2 separate regions of the Pan troglodytes genome follow, and region 1 is linked to region 2. A link is a contact called in public Hi-C data. All regions are on one chromosome and are shown on one strand. The core of a region is the stretch at or near the end of the contact, and the rest is flanking DNA. Distances in the headings are between cores, read along the strand shown. Region 1 holds the start of TANGO6 (transport and golgi organization 6 homolog). Region 2 overlaps CDH3 (cadherin 3).

Region 1 (7,467 bases), core at 3,152-5,651, 130 kb after region 2:
AAAATGAGGGTAATTGGGCCAGGTGCGGTGGCTCACACCTGTAATCCCAGCACTTTGGGAGGCCGAGGTGGGCAGATCACCTGAGGTCAGGAGTTCGAGACCAGCCTGGCCGACTTAGTGAAACCTTGTCTATACTAAAAATACAAAAATTAGCTGGGCGTGTTGGCGCGGCCTGTAGTCCCGGCTACTTGGGAGGCTGAAGCAGGAGAATCGCTTGAACCCGGGAGGCGGAGGTTGCAGTGAGCCAAGATCGCATCACTGCACTCCAGCCTGGGCGACAGAGAGAGACTCTGTCTCAAAAAAAAAGAGGGTAATTGTATTTGCTTTATAGTGTTTTGAGCACTAAATGAGTTGATATGTACAAAGCATTTAGAGTGCAGTGGCACGATCTCAGTTCACTGCAACCTCCGCCTCCTGGGGTCACGCAATTCTCCTGCCTCAGCCTCCTGAGTAGCTGGAATTACAGGTGTGCCCCACCACACCAGGCTAATTTTTGTATTTTTAGTAGAGACAAGATTTAACCTTGTAAGTTATGCTGGTCTTGAACTCCTGACCTCAGGTGATCTGCCCACCTCAGCCTTCCAAAGTGCTGGGATAACAGGTGTGAGCCACCACGCCCAGCCGTACTTCTGTGTTTTAACAAAGCTGCCAAGAACAAACCAAGGAAGGGGCTACCAGAATTCAAGTCCTATAAACTAAAATTCCATAAGCTTAAATACAAAATTCTACAGAAACAGGGTACTTAAAGCACATCTGAATAATTTGAGGCTGGGAGAAGCCTGAGCGTGTTTCTTCTTCTTTAGACAAGGGCCAATTTACACTACAGCCTCGTGGACCCAGGCACTCCTCCAACATCCTATCACACATATTAAAATACACCCAGTGTTCCACATGGGATATATTACTTTGCTGCAAGAATTTTTATGGGGTCTTATGACATTGCTTTTGAAATTATGCATGACAATTTGTGTTGGCTCAGCCCACAGAGCCTAAGAGATAAAAACAGAAGAGATGTCTAGGTCTTGTAATACTTTGGGATAAAGGATTCTCAGCTCTGAATATCCTGTAATAATCTTTTGTAAATCCCACACCAGTACTGCCCTTAGACTTAGGCCTGGTAGTCTCCTGGCCCTGGGCCCATGCTTGAGAAGCTCCATCTGGCCACCTCCACCATGCCCCCCACCCTGGGCAAGAAATCTGCCAGGCCTGGGGGACTTGCCCATCCAAATCTCCAAATCCTCACCCTCCTCCAAGACCACACTCCATGTTCTTTTTTTGTTTGTTTTTTGAGACAGAGTCTCACTCTGTCACCCAGGCTGGAGTGCTGTGGCGCGATCTTGGCTCACTCCTGGGTTCAAGCGATTCTCCTGCCTCAGCCTCCTGAGCAGCTAGGATTACAGGTGTGCACCGCCACGCCTGGCTAATTTTTGTATCTTTAGTAGAGATGGGGTTTCACCATGTTGGTCAGGCTGGTCTCGAACTCCTGACCTGGCTAATTTTTGTATTTATGTTATAGAGACAGGGTCTCCCTATGTTGCCCAGCCTGGTGTCAAACTCCTGGGCAAAAGAAATCCTCCCACCTCAGCCTCCCAAAGTGCTGGGATTACAGGCATAAACCACCACACCCGGCCCACACTCTGGATTCTGAGGCCCTGGAATTTTCTGCCCAACCATCCCAGGCCTTCTTCTAGGGCTTTGCAGAACTCTTCCCTGGGTCTGCCCTCTGGATGGCGCACTGTGCTCCCCGTCTGAAGTTTTGTTTTGTTTTTTATTTTTTTGAGACAAAGTCTCCTTTTGTCACCAGGCTGGAGTGTAGTGACGCGACCTCGGTTCACTGCAACCTCCGCCTCCCAGGTTCAAGAGATTCTCCTGCCTCATCCTCCCGAGTAGCTGGGACTACAGGCATACATCACTATGCCCAGTGAATTTTTGTATTTTTAGTAGAGATGGGGTTTCACCATGTCGGCCAGGATGGTCTCAATCTCTTGACCTTGTGATCTACCCACCTCGGCCTCCCAAAGTGCTGGGATTACAGGTGTGAGCCACCGCGCCCGGCCCCCATCTGCAGTTCTAGACCCAGAGGGGCCAAATGGTAGCTGCTCTGTGGAAGGGATGGGGTGTGGGGTGTGGACAGAACCTGAATGTGCAGGGCTGTGGGTGCCCACATGTCTAAGTGCCCAGCCTTCATGGTGCAGGATGGAGATGCTGGTGAGAAGAAAAATGGGTCAGACCAGAGGTCTCCATTGTGGAGCTCTGAGACAGTCTGAGAATTTTGAATTCAAACTTGATAGAATTTTCAAGGTAGGAGGATAGAAAATATTTTATTTACCAGTCTCTTTGCTTGATTTCTAACACTGAAATATTTAGACTGGTGGCGTGAGGGCCTCTACTTGTATTTTTGCACCAAACCCCTCAAGCCTTTCCCACACAATGCTTTACCCCCCTCTCACTAAATGTTTAACATCTCAAAATACTCTTAAAATTTTTTATTTCCCAAATGAACCTGTGCCCATACACAATGGAGAAAACATTGTCTAATGACAAAACCTGGAAAGGAATACACAAAATAAAAAGAGCACAGTGGCAATTTTGTAGGTGATTTATTTCCCATTCAAAAATATTTTTAAGGCCAGAACCAGTGGCTCACGCCTGCAATTTCAGTATTTTGGAAGGTCGAAGTGGGCAAATTGCTTGAGCCCAGGAGTTTGAGACCAGCCTGGGTGACGTGGTGAAACGCCATCTCTACAAAAATTAGCCGGGTGTGGTGGCATGCATCTGTAGTCCCAGCTACTTGGGAGGCTGAGGCGGGAGGATCACTTGAGCAGGGGAGGCAGAAGTTGGAGTGAGCCAAGATCACACCACTGCACTTCAGCCCGGGTGACAGTGAGATTCTGTCTCACACACACACGCACAAGATTTTATTCGGAAGGCTGAGGCAGGAGGATCACTTGAGGCCAGGAGTTTGAGACAAGTCAGGGCAACATAGAGACTCCATCTCTAAAAAAAAATTTTTAGCGTTTTTCCCTCTCAGGTCCTGCATTCCAAAATGACAAAGAAAAGAAGAAACAAGAGTCATGCCAAAAAGGGTAATAGCTATGCGCAGCTTATTCTCGCCCAAGGACCGGATCATTAAGAAGTTTGTCCTTTGGGCTGGGCGCGGTGGCTCACGCCTGTAATCCCAGCACTTTGGGAGGCCCAGGTGGGCAGGTCACTTGAGGTGAGGAGCTCAAGACCAGCCTAGCCAAGAGGGCGAAACCTTGTCTCCACAAAAAATACAAAAATTAGCCGGGCATGCTGGGGCACTCCAGTAATCCCAGCTACTCGGGGGGCTGAGGCCAGATAATTGTTTCAGCCTGGGAGGCAGAGGTTGCAGTGAGCCGAGATCACGCCACTGAACTCCAGCCTAGGCGACAGAGCGAGACCCCATCTCAAAAAATAAAATAAAAATAAAGGTCCTGCCCTCAAAAACATTGTCCTGTGTCTGCAGCATGACTTTCAGACAACATGGTTTTTCAACGTCCCACCAGGATTTATGTAGGCGAAAACCTGTTTCCGATTATCTGAATCTCAAATCCATTCTGTTTTACATATAAAAACAGTTTGGCGGAGGGCATGGTTTTGATAGACACTGAATTTTCAAGGAATGCATCAACCATGAAAACAGAACAAAGATCGAACTTTTACTGGGAACTTTACTAAGTTCACTAAAAAAAAAAAAATCATATTACCCATAACAACATTTGTGGCTTTACATTCACGATGGATATATATGCGTGTGTACGTCTGTACTTAGGTTTTGTTTGTTTGTTTGTTTTGAGATGGAGTCTCGCTCTGTCGCCCAGGCTGGAGTGCAGTGGTGTGATCTCGGCTCACTGCAACCTCCGCCTCCCAGCTTCGAGCGATTCTCCTGCCTCAGCCTCCCGGGTAGCTGGGACTACAGGCGCCCGCCACCACGCCTGGCTAATTTTTGTATGTTTAGTAGAGACGGGGTTTCACCATATCGGACAGGTTGGTCTCAAATTCCTGACCTTGTGATCTGCCCGCCTCGGCCTCCCAGAGTGCTGCGATTACAGGTGTGAGCCACCGCGCCCAGCCTGAATATTGTTTTTCTTATCCATACTTCACTGTAAGCAGATGGAAGCATCTGTCTGCTTCATTATGTCTGCCAGTGTTGAGTACCTGAGTATTTTCATATTGAAATATAGATTTAATGATACATTACTTCTCTCTTCCTTCTTTACATAGCGGTTAATCATATTGAGCTTCTGAAATTGTGCGTGTGGGCAGATTAGCCATTTTTGGGTTCCCTCTTACCCCCCGGACTAAGCCGGGACGGAAAAAAAATGTGAAGGGGGCGTTCCCGATCGATTTGGCCCCGCCCCACCCTGCAGGCCCCGCCCCATAGTGTGCCCAGCGCTTTCTGCCACACTTAACATGGCGGCGGCGGCGCCCTGCCGAGGCGCCTGAGCGGGTCGCGAGCGTGGTGTTACACTCCAGTCATGGCGGCCCCAGGACAGGCCGTGGGCAGCGGGGCTCAGGAGACATGCGGTCTGGATCGGATTTTGGAGGCATTGAAGCTGCTGCTGAGCCCGGGAGGTGAGAGGACGCATCTCCGCGCCGGGCTGGACCCGGGACTCTCAGGGCCGCCCGGCTTCCGGGGCTGCCCTGCCTTCCGCAGCGTGCGCCCCTTAGGCCCGCCTCGGGACCCTCCGCCCGCTGCTGGGGGCTTTGAGCATTGTCTGTGCCCGTCCTCATTACGTTCTTGAGGAAACCGAGGCTCAAGGAGGGCGCGGGATCCCTTGACTGCTGATATTAGCCAACATCTCTTGAGCATTTGCCTTGTGCTGGGCTCTGTCAGGCGGGGCCGTTATTTCATTCAGTGCTTACTGCAGCGCTCTTGGGAAGGGGATATGGACCCAGCTCCAGAGAGGGTAGGGCGCCGGCGACGTAGAAATGTGAGGTCCTAGCCGCGTGAGGGCGCAGGGGCCAGCATGGACCCTTGAGATTTGTACGAAATGCCAAGAAGTCCAGACATCGGAAGCAGTGACGTTTGAAATGGGTTTGGGGAGAGTATTTAGGGGTTTCCAGGCGCTTTTAATCTTTGTGGTGCGTGGACAGTTTCTTCCCAGTCTAAAATCTGAAGGGACATTGGGAGTGGTTGAAGCTGCTACTCCTTTTGCGACTGAGGACACCCAAGGCTCACTGAAGAAATTAAGTAACCTGTCCAAGATCACGTGGTCAAATTAGGGGCAGAACACGGACCTAGGCCCGAGATCTACTGAACCCCCTTCTCAGAATCAGACAAATTGTTCAGTATAGGGGCTCTGATGTTATCTGGAGCTTTTGGAAAGGACGTGGAAGATAGAGCTCTACTTATCACTGGGGTGTATATTTGGGGGAAGGGATGGGAAGGGATCTGTAGAATTAGCAAGGGCACATGAAAGGCCAAAGGGGATCACCTCCCAGTCTCAGATTTTATACTCAAAACTGCGAAAACTTCTGCAAACATTACACCACACCAGCGGGAAGTGAACACAAGTTACTAATATTAGTAAATGAGTGCCTACTAAGTATCAGTCCCCATAGTAGGCTGTTTACATACACATCATTTAATCCTCATTACGATCCCCTGGGATCGGTACTACTTGTATTCAATTTTTACGGATGAAGGACCAAGGTTCAGGTACATTGGAAATTGCCTAATGTCAGACTAGTAAGTGGCAGAATTTGAATTTAGGTTATTTCCACTAAAAGTATGGTAAATATGCTACATTGTCTCAATTAAGAGTCAGACTGCAAAATAGAATTTTAAGTTGCTAATCGAGAGGTCACTTGTCTTGTAACGGCAACTCTTTTTTTTTTTTTTTTTTGAGATGAGGTCTCACTCTGTTGCCCAGGCTGGAGTGCAGTGGCACAATCTCGGCTCACTGCAACCTCTGCCTCCCAGGTTCAAGCGATTCTCCTGCTTCAGCCTCCTGAGTAGCTGGGATTACAGGTGCGCACCACCATGCCCAGCTAATTTTTGTCTTTTTAGTAGAGACGGAGTTTTGCCATGTTGGCCAGGCTGGTCTCGAACTCCTGACCTCAAGTGATCTGCCTGCCTTGGCCTCCCAAAGTGCTGGGATTACAGGCCTGAGCCACTACACCTGGCCTGCAACTCTCTATTGTATGACTGAGAACACGTTTAAATAAGCAAAAATCCTGAAAGTAATCATCTGTTATGAAACATGTATATTATGCTTCATTTATAGAAGACTCTCTAATCTCTATGAGTATGTGGTGGAGTACACATATATGTACTCGTTTAATTTACAGAAATTCAAGCATTCCTATTTGAAGAGGAATTAGTTCGTGAAATTATATTATTTTGTACATGTAGTCTTATATATTATATGAATCTGTCTACTATTTTATCATATTAGCTGCTTAGGGAATTTAAAAATATCTGTAGTGGCTGGGCGAGGTGGGCCATACCTGTAATCCCAGCACTTTGGGAGGCTGAGGCAGGATCCCAGGAGTTTGAGACCAGACTGGGTAACATAGTGATACTCTGTGTCTACAAAAAATTAAAAAATTGGCCAGGCATGGTACTACACGCCTGTGGTCCCAGCTACTGGGGAGGCTGAGATGGGAGGATTGCTTGAGCCTGAGAGGTCCAAGTCTAGGCTGTGGTGAACCACGATTACACTAGTGTGCTCCAGCCTTGGGTGACAGAGTAAGACCCTATTTTTTTTGTTGTTTTTTGTTTTTTTTTTTGAGACAGAGTTTCACTCCATCACCCAGGCTGGAGTGCAGTGGCATGATCTTGACTCGCCGGAACCCCCACCTCCCGGGTTCGAGCAATTCTCATGCCTCAGCCTCCCTTGTAGCTGGGACTATAGGCACCCACCACCATGCCTGGCTAATTTTTGTACTTTTATTATTTTTTGAGATGGAATTTCGCTCTTGTTGCCCAGGCTGGAGTGCAGTGGCGCAATCTCAGCTCACTGCAACCTCCACCTCCCAGGTTCAAGCGATTCTCCTACCTCAGCCTCCCGAGTAGCTGGGATTACAGGCATGCGCCACACGCCCGGCTAATTTTTTGTACTTTTAATAGAGACGGCGTTTCACCATGTTGGCCAGGCGAGTCTCGAACTCCTGACCTCAGGTGATCTGCCTGCCTTGACCTCCCAGAGTACTAGGATTAGGCTTACAGGCGCGAGCCACCGTGCCCAACCTCAAGAAGTCAGCTGGATTTTCATATCTGCTTCTCCAGTCTGTCATGATAGGTTGTTTTGACTGAAGTACATGAAGAAAACCTAGACTCACATAGATATGTAACTGGAAAAGGGAGGAGAGTTCAATCACCTTTTCAAATAATTATGTACATTCTTTTATACGATTCTTTCTTTTTTTTTTTTTTTAGACGGAGTCTTGCTCTGTCGCCCAAGCTGGAGTGCAGTGGTGCGATCTCGGCTCACTGCAACC
Region 2 (6,671 bases), core at 3,725-6,224:
AAACAACTTGCAGCATCCACTTGCGCAGATGCTTCAAAGCCAGTCCTGCATTCTACGGTGGGGTCGGGGGCAGGAGATGGGGATCGTGGTCCCGGTTGAGATCAGGGCTTCCTTGAATGTGGGGTTCACTCTTGGATGACTGGCCCTTGAAAGCACCCCTGGCACTCATTCTATTAAGTGATCTTTTCTCCCAGACTTTTAAAAGGCAAAGTCCCAGAATCCAAGTCCAACAGAAAAGAAAAGTGGAGCTTTGGCCAGGTATGGTGGCTCACGCCTGTAATCCCAGCTCTTTGGGAAGCCAAGGCAGGAGGATCACCTGAGGTCAGGAGTTTGAGACCAGCCTGGCCAACATGGTGAAACCCTGTCTCTACTAAAAATATAAAAATTAGCCGGGTGTGGTGGGGCATGCCTGTTATCCCAGCTACTCGGGAGGCTGAGGGAGGAGAATCGCTTGAGCCCAGGAAGCAGAGGTTTCAGTGAGCCGAGATCACGCCATTGCACTCTAGCCTGGGCAACAGAGCATGACTCCATCTCAAAAAAAAAAAAAAAAAAAAAATGGAGGCTTACTAGAAGAAGGGGTCGGGGGTACCCAGACAGAGAGCCTTCTCTCTAGCCTCATCCTCCCAGCTTGTATTCTTATGAACCCCCAAATCCAGAGCATTTTGAAAAGTGCCCCAATCCCTCCCTGACATTTTACAGATGGAAAAAGAGGCTCAAAAGATGGCACTCCCTATGGCCCCTCCAGTGGGGACAGAGATGGGCCAGCGCCCAGGCCTCGCTTCATACCATGCCTTTTCCCTCGTCACTGACCCAACGATCTTTTTTTCTTCCCAAAGGGACTAAAGGGGCTACAGATAGGCCCTGTCCCCACAGTGTGCTTTCCCAGTCCCTAGAGAGGCCTGAGGAGGGTGGCATGCTCTCATTCCTAGACAGTTGGTGAGGAGCTGGGGCCCCGAATTCCCGGCCCCCCATTTCTAGGCATGGACCTCACTCATTCACTTCTGGGCCCACAAAGGGACTCAGGGAGAAGACCCAGCCCGGGGACTGCTGGGGGGTGGCCACTCAGGAAAGGGCCCTGAGGCGATGGGCCTGCCATTGAAAGTGTGGGAGCAGTCACCCTGGGAAGCCCCTTTTACAGCCCACACCCTGTGTGTCCAGTTCGAGGCTTGCTGGAGAGCTCCAGGGAACAACTCCCTCCAGGCTAAAGGCAGAACCCACCTTCTGGCCTCCCGTTAAAACAATCCCCCCAGCAGAGTACAAGTTCAAATCCTGGCACTTCTAGGCATGAGGCCTTGGACAAACCACATAACCTCTCTGTCTCCGTTTTCTCATCTAAAATGGAGTAGGCTGGGCATGGTGGCTCACACCTGTAATCCCAGCACTTTGGGAGGCCGAGGCGGGTGGAACACCTGAGGTCAGGAGTTTGAGACCAGCCTGGCCAACATGGCGAAACCCCATCTCTACTAAAAATTTAAAAATTAGCAGGGCATGGTGGTGCGTGCCTGTAATCCCAGCTACTTGGGAGGCTGAAGCAGGAGTATCTCTTGAACCTGGGAGGCAGAGGTTGCAGTGAGCCGAGATCGTGCCACTGCACTCCAGCCTAGGCAACAGAGCGAGACTCCGTCTCAAATAATAATAATCATAAATTAATAAATAATAAAATGGGCGAGTAAAAGAGTTAATATCTGTAAGGGCTTGGAAGGGTGCCTGGTGCACAGGATACTGTGTGTTGTCATTACTATTGTGGTAGTGTAGGGACTCACAAGGCCTGCTAGCGCTCCCTGGGTGGAAACTGCACTTCCCAGCAGGAGGAATTCCCTGAGATTCCCCAACCTGCAGGGAGTGCCAGTGTCAGGTATGATTTCCCTGAAGGCTCTTTCCCCACGCCCAGCAGAGGGCACCATTCACTCAAACCACCGCCACAGCCCATAGAGCTCCCAGCCCAAGCGCCAGGTCTGCAGGGAGGGAGGGAGAGAGGAAGGCAACAGTGGCACTGGCTGCCACATGCCACACAGGGAGTCAGCTGGGTGGCCGGAATGGCCTTGGACACTGATGAAGACAGTCAATATGGAGTCAGTTACATGTTCTCCCGCCTCACAACCCTGGGGAGAGGTTCAATGGTTCCCTTTTATTTAAAGGAAATTGCAGCCAGGCATAGTGGCTCACACCTGTAATCCCAGCACTTTGGAAGGCCAAGGTGGGAAAAATCATTTGAGCCCAGGAGTTCCAGACCAGCCTGGGCAACATAGACCCCATCTCTATTAAAAAAAAAATTTTTTTTGATTCAGCTGAGTGTGGTGACAGACACCTGTGGTCCCAGCTACTCGGGAGGCTGAGGAGGAGGCTCACTTGAGCCTAGGAGGTCAAGGCTGCAGTGAGCCATGCTTGCACCACTGCACTCCAGCCTGGGTGACAGAACAAGACCCTGCCTCAAAAAAAACGAAAAAATGAGAGAGGTTAATGGCCACATACGATCAGGAAGCAGCAGAGACAGTTTTGGGGTTTAGATTTCCTTGATTGCCAGGTGGGCTCTTTTTACAATTAAGGATATAAACTCCAGCTGCAGATGGGGCCGTGGGGCAGGCAGGCCGTAGAAGGCGCCCTTCAGGTAATGCTTATGGCCTCCTGCAAGGTGGAGTTGGCCTCACTGACCCTGAGACTCTGTAGCCCTGAAGCACAAAAGCCACAGCATTCCCAGCCACTTCTGGGGTCCCCTTGAGTATGTGGCATCATCTAAGGCTTTTTTATTCATTCGTTTAACAACTTCATTGAGCACCTGTTCTGTGCAAGACACTGTTTTTTTTTTTTTTTGTAGACACAGTCTCGCTCTATCCCCCAGGCTGGAGTGCAGTGACGCGATCTTGGCTCACTGCAAACCTCCACCTCCCAAGTTGAAGTGATCCTCCTGCCTCAGCCTCCCGAGTAGCTGGGATTACAGGTGCATGCCACCATGCCTGGCTAACTTTTGTATTTTTAGTAGAGACGGAGTTTCACTATGTTGGCCAGGTTGGTCTTGAATTCCTGACCTCAGGTGATCCACCTGCCTCGGCCTCCCAAACTGCTGGGATTACAGGCGTGAGCCACCGTGCCCAGCCTCAAGACACTGTTCTTGGTGCTAGGGTTATAGCAATGCAGAAAACAGTAAAAAAGCCCAGCGAGCCGGGCACGATGGCTCACGCCTGTAATCCCAGCACTTTGGGAGGCCGAGGCAGGTGGATCACGAGGTCAAGAGATCGAGACCATTCTGGCCAACATGGTGAAACACCGTCTCTACTAAAAACACAAAACATTAGCGCGGCGTGGTGGCACGTGCCTGTAGTCCCAGCTACTCGGGAGGCTGAGGCAGGAGAATGGCGTGAACCTGGGAGGCAGAGCTTGCAGTGAGCCGAGATCGTGCCTCTGCACTCCAGCCTGGGCAACAGAGCAAGACTCCGTCTCAAAAAAAAAAAGACCCCAGCACTAACATGGGGGCTGCAGGTAAATATGTGTGTAGGGCCCACATACCAAATGTGTCAAGATCAACATCACAAACTCCTAAGTAAAAGATACTCTATCTTTCTACTTGGACAGGTGTATCCTCACAGTGATTGGGAGAGCCAGATTTAAATCTGAATTCACAGACACCTAGAATACTGGGCTAGAGTGTGGCTCTGTGGGGAGGGTGAGTCCCAGCCCAGGAGCAGCGGCCAGTGCCCTGCTCTACCCAGCCCAAGCACCATCCAGCACCACCAGGCTCCTTGTGTGGCACCCCAACCCATGTGTCCCAGCTCCCTCCACTGTCCCCCAACACAGCCTTCCATTGACCACCCCATGGGCCTTGGAGTACACACCTGGGCTGTGCTGGCTGCCTGGGGACAGAACTGGGGAAGGCCTGAGGGACAAAGATGCTGGTTCTAGTAGTCACATTTCCTTTTTTTTTTTTTTTTTTTTTGCGACAGAGTCTCACTCTGTTGCCTAGGCTGGAGTGCAGTGGTGTGATCTTGGCTCACAGCAATCTCCGCCTCCCAGGTTCAAGCGATTCTCGTGCCTCAGCCTCCTGAGTAGCTGGGACTACAGGTGCACAACACCACACCCAGCTAATCTTTGTATTTTTTGGTAGAGATAGGATTTCGCCGTGTTGGTCAGGCTGGTCTCGAACTCTTGACCTCAAATGATCCGCCTGCCTCAGCCTCACAAAGTTCTGGGATTACAGGCATGAGCCACTGTGCCTGGCCAGTAGTCACATTTCCTTAGCTCTATGAGGAGGGGCAGAAGGGCAGGGTAGAGGCCCTTGCTGCCCAGTCTAAGGGAGTTTTCAATGAGAAACAGACCATAAACAAGACAAATCAGTAAAATACGTGGTCTAGTAAAAGGTGAAGCATGGAGGAAAATGGAGCTGGGATGGGGCCTAGGGAGGAAGGGCCTGGGGGTAGGGCTCAGTTCTAGGAGCCAGGGAAGGCACTGCTGGGAAGGTGGCATTTGGGCAAAGACTGGAGGCTATCAGGGAGCAAGTATGTAGTGTCCTGTCTACATAAAAGGAATGGCAAGGGCTAAGGGTTTAGCAGGGTCAGCAGGGTTTAGCAGGGAGGCCAGTGTGGCTGGAGCAGAGGAACGGGTCGAGATGGGTCGAGAGTGTGTGCAGAGATGAGGTTGGACAGGTAAGGAGCCAGGGGCCCAGGCGCCCAGTCCTGGGTGTCCTCCTTCACGCCTGGGCTGGAGGCTGAGTTCAGGGCAAGGCCCAGTCCCAGGAGCCCTGAAAAAGGCCTGACTCAGCTCCATCCCGGGGCTGGCAGAACCTGGTTCCTCCTCTGCTCTATCCTCAGTCCCTGAGGATGCAGCAGGGCCTGTCGGGGCCTGTGGGCAGCTGCAGAGCTGGCAGGCGGGAGCTAGGAGATTCCTCTCTCGGGGAACTGGGGAGCCTGTCTGAGAGTGCCCTGTAGTCTGGTAGGGCGGTGGCTAAGACAGCAGCCCCTAAAGGCTGCAGATGTGGGAGTGACTCACCAGCCTGGCCTCTCAGTGGGCTGAAAGGAGACCCCTAGGAGGCGATGGTGGAAAAGCACTCAGTGTTTAGCGCTGAGCCTGCAGTGCAGTTGGGGATCGCCAGGTGGTCACTGCCAGCCTTGTCCTCGCTTGGTATTAGGCCCTCTCCAAGTTAGAGGTGGGGTGGGGAGCCACCCCTGCATTCCCTGTACCCACTGCCCAGCAAGCGGCAGGGGTGTGGCGGGCCGGGGAGGAATCTGAGAGGGGCGGGGCGGGTCAGGAATGCCTGGGCTCCGTTCCAACTTCTGTCCCCACTGTTGTCCATCCGGTAAACCACGGCCAGCCCATAGCTGACAGGGCAGAGCGCTGAGGCCTCTGTGTGTCCTCCAGGAACCTGACGACCCAGGCACTCCAGGAAGACGATGCCCACTAATTACAAGAATGATAGACTGGGCGCAGTGGCTCAAGACTGTAATCTCAGCAGTTTGGGAGGCCGAGGCGGGCCGGTCACTTGAGGCCAGGAGTTCAAAACCAGCCTGGCCAACAAGGTGAAAACCCATCTCTACTAAAAATACAAAAGGTAGTGGGGCATGGTAGAGGGCGCCTGTAACCCTAGCTACTCCGGAGGCTGAAGCAGGAGAATCCTTGAACCTGGGAGGTGGAGGTTGCAGCAAGTCGAGATCCCACCACTGCACTCCAGCCTGGGTGACGAGCAAAATTCCATCTCAAAAAAAAAAAAAGATAATTAGTAGGACTTGAACAAATTAAGCAGTTACCATGTGCCAGGCAAAACGCTGAAGTTTCACTCCAAATCAAACCACGTTTCCTCAGAGCCTCTGCACTTGCTGTGCCCTCTGCCTGGCATGCCATTCCCCTAGATTTCTCTCGGCTCCCTCACGTCCTTCAGGCATCACCCACATGTCAGCCTGTCAGAGATGCCAGCCCTGAAGGGGACTGCATCCTCCTTAGAATTGCAGCCCTGCACCCCCCAATGCTTTATCTTTTCTTTCTTTCTTTCTTTTTTTTTTTTTTTTGAGACCGAGTCTCGCTCTGTCGCCCAGGCTGGAGTACAGCGGCATGATCTCAGCTCACTGAAACCTCCACCTCCCGGGTTCAAGAGATTCTCCTGCCTCAGCCTCCTGAGTAGCTGGGATTACAGGCGCCCGCCACCACACCTGGCTAATTTTTGTATTTTAGTAGAGACGGGGTTTCACCATGTTGGTTAGGCTGATCTCAATCTCCTGACCTCAGGTGATCCACCCACCTCGGCCTCCCAAAGTGCTGGGATTACAGGTGTGAGCTACCATGCTGGCTGATTTTTGTATTTTTTAATTAGGTACTGGGTTTCACTATGTTGACCAGACTGGTCTCAAACTCCTGAACTCAGGTGATCTGCCCACCTCAGCCTCCCAAAGTGCTGGGATTACAGGTGTGAGCCACTGCACCCAGCCTATTTGTTGTTTTTCTGGGACAAGGTCTCACTCCATCTACTAGGCTGAGTGCAGTGGTATAATCACAGTTCACTGCAGCCTTGACCTCCTGGATTCAAGCAATCCTCCCACCTCAGCCTGCTGAATAGCTGGGACTACAAGTGTGTACCACCACCCCCAGCTAATTTTTTGTTTTTGGTAGGGACGGGGTCTCACTGTGTTGTCCAGGCTGGTCTCTATCTGGCTTCAAGCCATCCTCCCTCCTGGGCCTCCCAAAGTGTT

The links. Hi-C and Micro-C count contacts between places; a contact is called where the count stands out from the background.
Region 1: a contact with region 2 is called in a Hi-C map of stem cell-derived neural progenitor cells, with 4 times the contacts expected there. The contact joins the promoter of TANGO6 here to the enhancer-like site in region 2. A contact is called at or near these places in 1 of 7 Hi-C or Micro-C datasets (stem cell-derived neural progenitor cells), 1 of 1 datasets of contacts at active chromatin or transcription factors (stem cell-derived excitatory neurons) and 1 of 1 other capture datasets (stem cell-derived neural stem cells).

Annotation. Positions count from the first base shown.
Region 1 is chr18:66,879,528-66,886,994 of NHGRI_mPanTro3-v2.0_pri, forward strand. TANGO6 (transport and golgi organization 6 homolog) reads left to right here and starts at 4,402. Exons shown (of 18, transcript XM_511059.9): 1 at 4,402-4,596. The coding sequence starts at 4,500.
Region 2 is chr18:66,744,232-66,750,902 of NHGRI_mPanTro3-v2.0_pri, forward strand. All of the region lies in intron 15 of CDH3 (cadherin 3), which reads left to right. Among named protein-coding and RNA genes, the nearest start is that of CDH1, 31 kb to the right of the region's middle. Within about 2 kb of position 4,975, at least 3 of the 24 cell types and tissues checked have an H3K27ac peak or open chromatin away from gene starts, as enhancers often do. A contact at or near this core is called in stem cell-derived neural progenitor cells and stem cell-derived neural stem cells, where this site is marked.